Regions from separate parts of the Mus musculus genome. Here region 1 is linked to region 2. Evidence: chromatin contacts called from public HiChIP or PLAC-seq data. All regions are on one chromosome and are shown on one strand. Each heading gives the region's core, a stretch centred on a gene start, on an enhancer-like site or on the middle of the called end of the contact. The rest is flanking DNA. Distances are from core to core; before and after follow the strand shown.

Region 1 (4,065 bases), core at 289-2,788, 170 kb before region 2:
TACAACCTCTTTCTCCCCCCAAAATAAAAAATACACAAACTAAAAAACAAAACCACAAAAAAGAAAAAAAAAAAAAAAGCATAAAAAAAAAAACTTGTCATAGAAGCTGTAGTGTGTCATGGTGTGTCTCAGTGTCTTTGTTAGGGTTTTGCTGTTGTGAACAGACACCATGACCAAGGCAAGTCTTATAAAGGACAACATTTAATTGGGGCTTGCTTACAGGTTCAGAGGTTCAGTCCATTATCATTAAGGTTGGAATATTGCAGCATTCAGGCAGGCATAGTGCAGGAGGAGCTGAGAGTTCTACATCTTCATCTGAAGGTTGCTAAGAGATTACTGGCTTCCAGGCAGCTAGGTTGAGGGCATTTAAGCCCATCCTTACAGTGACACACATACTCCAACAAGGCCACACCTCTTAATAGTGCTGTTCCCTGGGCTGAGCATATGTAAACCATCACACACAGTTTATCCCTCTGTCCACACATCTTCACTTGCAAATGTTCATTGCAATGAGTCATTGGTATGGCTCAAGATCTCTGGCTTCTGTAACATCATTAATGGTGGATCCTCTCTGAGACTCCTCCCAGTTATCCTGTTGTCGCTCATAGAGATCTTGCCGTTTTGGGTCAGCAGAACTGGCCCTTTCATGAACTCAAACAGTTCATAGATAATGTAGATTTGGGGGTGGGCCAACTCAAAACCCTGCTTCTGGGCCTGGCTAATAGCTGAGCTGGTCAGCCTGACAGCTGTCCTGCATCCACACCACCAGGGCACCAGGGCAAGCTCTCCAGCCCTGTTCAGCTAGGCTACCCAATGCTGTGGCAGGAGGCAGGGTCAGCTCTCCTGCTCTCGTGCCCTCGGGCCAGCTTGCATGTACCCACACCTCCAAAGCCAGCCCCGCTGTGCTGCCCAGTCCATGCACTGGGCTCACTCTCCCAAGTGCTACAGCCAGTGAGGGGCTGGACCAGATCTCCCACTCTCACATACTCAGGGCCAGCTCACCCAACTACTGCAGGTGGTGAGGGATGGGCATCACCCCTGTGCCCATTCTGCCTGATGGCAGACAGTGGCAAGGCCAGATCTCCCACACTCACAACCTCAGCCTGCTCCCCTAAATGCTACTGCTGTTGACAGGAGGTGGAGCCAGCTCTCCAGAGTGCTATAGCAGTGAGGGGTGACATCAGTTCTGCATAGCCTTTGGATATCGACATGGTCCCAGGAGGCTGTCCAGACCAGGGATTTCCCCATGGTCTCTAGTGGTAATATAAGCCACAGGCATCAACACCAACTTGCTGTAGCATGGCCACAGACCCAGGCATGGCCCTCAGTGCCAACGTGGTCTGGAACTTCCCCCATGGTCTCAGGTAGCAGGGCTGCCTAGTCCTCCCCACCCTCTCATCTCCAGTTCTGTCTCTATTCATAATGCTCAGTGTTCTGCTTCTCTTTCTCTCTGTCTGTCCACCACATACTTACACACTGTAGTGGCTTCCACTCCAGGCTTGCCACATGTCTGGCCGGCCTCTGGGTGACCTCATCTGCTCCGCTGCGTGGCATAGCAGCAAGCAGGACTCTAAGTGTCTAAGCCTGCCCATGTGACATGGCAGTGAGTGGGTCTCTGGATGTCTTCCTCCTGCTGGGCTGAATTTTGCTGCACTGCAATGGTGGCATACAGGCCTCTGTGTGTCTACAGCCTACCTGTGCCATGCAGTAGAGGGCAGGTCTCTCTGGGTGTATCTCCCCACCAGCACTGCATGGCATGGCTGGAAAAATATTCTTTAAGTCATTCCCTCATGCCCATAATGTAGATGTAAAAAGTCTGAAACTTGAAATCAGATAAATTGAAACCTTGGACACAAAAACTAGCCAAGTGTTTGAGACCTTCTGCTCATCGTTTTTGTATATAAGACTATTGGCTAAATCCTTTAGCCTCCTTGGCTGTTCTGCTAAGCAGCTAGTATACTGTGATAGAAGCGAAGGCACTCCTTAACTTTTGTGACCAGTGTGGGACCCAGATAGTACTTCTCATACTGCAATAGCTCTACACGATTTCAGAGATTGTTCTCTGCTGTAACTACTTTACATAAAACTGGCAAGTTAGTCTTCATTGCTATTCCTGAGTGCAGTCTGTTTCCCATTTAGCACTGCCTTATCACTCCCTTTGCCTCAGTCACCCAGGAGCTCTTGGGCTGGCCCAGACCAACCACCTGTTTAGTGACCAGTGCAGGTGCCAGCTCTTGCATGTTTTCTTTCTCTTGCTCTCTACCACTATCCATTTCTATAACCATTGTATATGTGGCAGTTTAACTACTAAAGTTTGGAGAAGTCCTCAGTCCTTGCTGCCCAGAAACGAGTGCCGTAGCCTCAGCCAAAACCACCAGCGACTGCTGCCTGGTTCCTGCACAGCCAGCCTTGCATCATTCTTCTCTCTTCCCTGCTTCCTCCCAGTCTTCAGGATCTGCTGCTTGTCTTCTCTTACGTAGTCTGCTCCAATCAGCGTTTTAGAAAGCTACACAAATCCTATGTTTTGTTACAGAAATCTGGTCATTGTGCCATGTAATAATTTCTATGATCCTGCTAATCTTTATCTAAGAAATTCTTTACCTTAGGTCAAAAAGAGCAATTCCACCCACATCTCAGACATCTTATACACTGGTTCTCAACCTGTGGGTCAACTCCTTGGGGAGTTGAACAACCCTTTCACAGTAGTCACATGTCAAATTTTCATTATGAAACATAGCAGTAGCAAACTTAGGTTGAGGGACACCACACGTGACAAACAGCATCTACCTTAAACAAAGCTTATTAAGTAATTTAGGACTGCTTTGTCTATAAAAAAACTAACCACTCGATTTAGGTTTTTTTTCCTCTCTCTCTCTATTAGGATAGAATAAGTAAAGATATTTCATAGGAAGAGGATCATTTCTTTATTACAAAAGGTAATAGTGATCTAGCTAATGAGTATTGGAAACTGGCATTCATGAATGTAGATCCCAAGGCCTGGACCACAGTGAAATGTAGGCCTGTGGGTATCTCCAAATGCCATTGCTGTGGACATTCAAGAGGAGGACCCTGGGCCCCAGCATAAATCCAGGGAGGTTGTGGGGAGGATCTGAAGATGAGCTGTGCAGATGGGTTGGCTCGTTTTGTCCTCCTCCTCCATGCAGCTTGAAGCCCCAGTGTGCAGACTGAAGTCCCAGGTACAGGAGAGCATTAGATGATCAGTGCTCTGCACAGTCTATGCATTGCTCGCTGTGGACCTGAGATACACCATCCTCTTCTTGTTCCGATTTTCCTTTTTCTCCCCAGACTTTGTATAAACTTTATCCTTCTAAGAACAGTGCTCAGACTCTTGGTACTATGGAATTTTCCTGTTGGTTACTTCTACTGCAGAATCCTCAACTATACTATGTATTCCCTTTTCTGCTTAGATTGGATGCCCATAGGTGGAGATTAATAGATGCCACTCATCAAACAATGCCCAATACTCCCAAGCGTGTGTTTACAGAATAACTTATACTGGCCTGGCTTAATCACAGCCTGTTCATTCACTAGCCCTGTGATTTAGCCTTTGACATACTCTTTAACTTTTAGCCTTGCCTGCCCTCCGACTCACACAGTAGTTTTAGAGACGAAATGAGGTACACAATGAAAATGCTAAACATAGCGTAGGGTTTGTACTTCAAAGTATGTCAACTGACTCCCGGTAGCTCACATCTGTGAACTGTCAGGACCCATAGGAAATGATAGCTACTCCCTAATATTTCCATGTATTTTAATTATCCTTGCCATCATGCTATGACAGTATAGCATTTATACAAGATACAGGCAAATAGAAATATAAAGATCAGTATATCAGTATGTAGGTTGAGGTTTAGCGGTTGGCTAATACTGGAGGAAAAAATAAGTGCTGTGGCTTCAAGTGGGGCATTTGCATCAGGACCGGTGATTGTCTGAGACCTGTGCTTTCCTATGTGTGCCTTCTTGCATAATTTGTACTGCTAGGATGAGGCTGTGCCTGCTGCCACCACCTCTGCAGCACACAAACACACACACACACAGATCTCT
Region 2 (4,012 bases), core at 759-3,258:
CTTTGTCCATTACACGAGGAAGAGAATGACCCATGTCTGGTGCCATTTCATCATGCCTCATGTACTGATTCAAACATACCACAGATTTAGGACAAAGGACATAGATAAAAGTTGCCACCACACTCCTCTGGTAAAGTTCAGCCCAACATGGGCAAAGCCACTGAAGGTGCAGCCATTGTTTATGTAAATGGGGAGAGAAAAGATACAGATTCTAAGATGCTGGAGAAGCCACAGGAGACTGTAGAACAATAATTAAAAAGAAAGCTGAATGCAACTGAAAAACTGAATGCCATGTTTTCCTTCTGTGCACCCTTGAGTGTCCCTATTAAGTACTAACAGGGTAAGCAAGCTTATACTCCACGCCATTAGAATATTTACAACAAAGAAATCCCTCCCTGAAGTTCTTATCAACCCTCTTCATTCTAATACTTCGTCGTACTTAGAGTTTACCACATTGGAACATGGCCAGTATGTTGCAGTTTATACTCAGTGGACTGACTTGATTTTTTGTTTTTATTTTATACAATAGCAGGGGTGGGTGGAGCAATGAGTAGTACAGCTTTCTACACAACTAGGTACCACTGAGGTACATACTCAGTCCAGTACCTTTTTTAACAACATACTTAGCTCACATTGTACTTAGTCATGGAAACAATGAACCACACATAATTAGGCTTCTCCAAAGAAACTATAAGAATAAGACCAACTCTTGGGAAGAAAATACAACCTCAAAACCATGTTTACAAAATCATAAGTTCTACTTCTCTTTGTAATCAGTTATCAAATTCAAAACTTTTTCTTACTGATTATTACTAGGTTAATAAAGTAACAACCTGATATTATTAGTAGTACTGCACATTTCTTACCATGAAAAATTTAACCACATATAAAAGTAAACAAAATAGCATGTACCCATCAATGATTCAGTGCTTACATAATTTGGCTCAATAGAGCAGTTTTTATGGAGAGAGTCTTAGCAGCTGCTGTTCATTTCACTCATTTGAGTTCTTTTGTCATTCTAATACAGTTGCTAATATACTAAATATTTGCTTTGAATGCCAAGTTTCCATTTGTTGGTAAATGTTTAGATACTATTAATAGTGATGACCTCAGCTTAGAGAAACTTCAAGGAGACCCTACTATTCAGTAAAAGAATGCTGCATATATAAAGCAACTAAAGCACAAAGACATTTAAGTTACATGATATTTTATCAGGACCTCATAATAAGAACATAACATTTCTTGCACTTGTTATGTGGGGAGCACTGTGCTATAAGAGCTTTGCCTGCAATTTTAAAACAGCCCTGTGCTTTATAACTGGGCTGTCTCATTTTATAGATAAGGACTCAGAAACTGTGAGAGATTAGTATGACTCCTTTACTGTCCTGAATCACACAGAAAGTAGTAGGCAGAATCTTCTTTCTTTAAGTAGTATTTTATTTCTATATTTGATATTTTCAAGGATTAAAAGTACTGTACTTTCACCCTTAGGAACAAGTAATGGTATGCTTGCATTTTATCCAGTAATTGTTTGAAAGTAAACAACTTCTGCATCCAGAGACAGAACACATTTGGGAGATAAAGGCGAGAGAAACCACAACCATAGGAGAGAGTAAGAAACCAGTATAGCTCCCTCAGACCAAGAAAGAAGAGACAAGACAGCTTCACAATAACAAATATTAGGGACATAAAGGAAATCAATAAAAGCATTGATTTTTTCAAGTCAACATTTTACATTTTCTATGTTTACGTTACTTTCCTTGTTGGCTTCATTTTCTTTAAGGTAACATGAATTTGGCCCATAAAGAACAAAAAATAGTGACTTACGTGTCAACTGAAATAAGTTTCTTTTCTTCAGTGCCAGAAGCATAGTCCCAGACTGCTTCAGTAATTCCAATGAAATAATGCTTATCTCTTGCCAAGGCTAAGGAACTATACAAAAATATAAATGTGCTAAGCAGCAAAAACTTCATTTTTCTCCCTCTCGGAGCCCACGATGCAATAAAGTGAAACCAGAAGCAAGCAATTTTATAAATAGGGCTTCATTTGCTTGGCTGACACAATTTAATGTTGCAAAAGAGTAACTAATTTCTTTAAAGCAAATAGCATTTTCCAACTCAGATTGGTTCTGGTAAACCACGAAGGGGAAAAACCAAAACAAACACAGTTCCCTGTGGCCAGGCTTCTCTAACTACAAAGGAATGTCATCTGTTTGTGTTGGACATGCACAGCATGCGCAATTCTGCATCTTCTTCCATTCATCGTGTAAATTCCAGGAGGGCAGAGACCATCTCTAAATGCTCCCTTTGTTCTTCTAGCAATCCCAGGCACTACACCTCACCCAGAGCCAGTTTTTAATAAGCCAAGGAAAAATGAATCAAATATGTCATTGTTAATGATTTTTAGAAAACTAACAAAAACTTACTTGTAATTTTGAAGATATGAAACATATTTAGCACATCGTAAAAGTAGCCAATAAAAATTTCATTTAAAAAAATTTTTTTGTACTGTGTGTTATAGAGACTTTATCAGTTGACATGGATTGCTATGTAGAAATTAATAGAAGAACATACCAGGAAATGATAATTTTGTTTGAATGATAGAAGTCAGTCACAAGGGCTGGTGAGATGGCTTAGCGGATAAGAGCACTGACTGCTCTTCTGAAGGTCCTGAGTTCAAATCCCAGCAACCACATGGTGGCTCACAACCACCTGTAATGAGATCTGACACCCTCTTATGGTGTGTCTGAAGTCAGCTACAGTGAACTTATGTATAATAATAAATAAATCTTTAAAAAAAAAAAAGAAGTCAGTCACAAACCAAATAAGCTATGCATAATGGGGAAACTGGCACATGACAATCTGTTGAATCTAGGATTTTAGTACCCGTCTGTACAATGAAGTAATACTCAGAGAGAGAGAGAGAGAGAGAGAGAGAGAGAGAGAGAGAGAGAGAGAGAATGGGCAAAGAAGGAAGAGGAGGAGAGAAAGGAAAAGAGATAGGAAAGAGAGAGGAAAAGAAAAAAATCAACCACAATTAAGCCTGTTTTCAAAGGCAAAGAATGATTTTACTCAACTGGAAAAAGAGCTTTGTTTATTAACCTAGAATTTCTCTCTGTAACATGTATGAGAGCTTTAAGGTAAAAGATTTTTGGTTAGAACTCTGTCTTCACTTGTGGCATGTATCTAAATGTATAATTTTTTTTTCCTAAAGTGAAATGCAATCCTGATGATAGCAGTTACTATTTTGTGTTAATAAAGCGATTGTTGTTATTGTTGTTTTCTTGTAGGATACTGTATAGCACTAAATGCTATTTGCTGAAATAGACTGGTATCAGAACAGGTACTCTTATTTAACAAATATTGAATGAGTTCCATGGTGCGTGCAGTTCTGTCCTCAGTGGGCAGATAGCAGTGGATATAACTCCATGGAGCATGCATGCCGTTATATACAACATGAAAACTTATTAACACATGAAAAATGAGGAACACAATGTCAGTCATAGATGCTAGAAAAAAAATGTCAGGATAAAGTTAAAATCTGATGCTGTCAAAATTCTTACCCTTAGCTTCAGTTTCCTCATTTGTAAAGGTCAGCCTTGAAGGAAATTATCCAGATCAATTGAAATGACCTTGCAAGCTACTAACAACAGTGTGTGTGTGTGTGTGTGTGTGTGTGTGTGTGTGTGTGTGTGTGTGTGTGTTTTAATGGGATTGAATACAGAGATTTAGGCATCCTTATGTTTAACAGGCAAGTGCTCTAGTACTGAGCTACTGGGCTATCCTTGCTACTGATAATCTTGACCACTTGACTTTATACAGAAAAGGGAATTATAGGAGGCGAGGTGCCCAAGCCTCTTTCTGGAACTTTCCTGAACAACTCTTCCTTCACATCCACAGGGAGGACAGGAGTATGTCTGAAATTTTGTCCAAACTTCATTGGTCAAGCTCCATGTTTTGTAAGAAACTTCTTCCCAAACGGCTCTTTCCCCTAAGACAGGCAATTAGAAGGC

Evidence for each region. HiChIP or PLAC-seq counts read pairs in DNA pulled down with a chosen protein or histone mark.
Region 1: an H3K27ac HiChIP or PLAC-seq map of heart atrium shows a contact between it and region 2, with 5 read pairs. The contact joins the enhancer-like site here to the promoter of Cp in region 2. A contact is called at or near these places in 3 of 39 promoter capture datasets (the 3T3-L1 cell line, macrophages and stem cell-derived epiblast-like cells), 1 of 484 Hi-C or Micro-C datasets (the HL-1 cell line), 1 of 115 datasets of contacts at active chromatin or transcription factors (heart atrium) and 3 of 9 other capture datasets (adipose tissue, liver and pancreatic islet).

Annotation. Positions count from the first base shown.
Region 1 is chr3:20,128,049-20,132,113 of GRCm38.p6, reverse strand. The region is part of intron 5 of Gyg (glycogenin); the gene reads left to right. Among named protein-coding and RNA genes, the nearest start is that of Gyg, 25 kb to the left of the region's middle. Within about 2 kb of position 1,538, at least 43 of the 459 cell types and tissues checked have an H3K27ac peak or open chromatin away from gene starts, as enhancers often do. A contact at or near this core is called in heart atrium and macrophages, where this site is marked.
Region 2 is chr3:19,955,245-19,959,256 of GRCm38.p6, reverse strand. Cp (ceruloplasmin) reads right to left here and starts at 2,008. Exons shown (of 19, transcript NM_001374677.1): 1 at 1,828-2,008. The coding sequence starts at 1,973.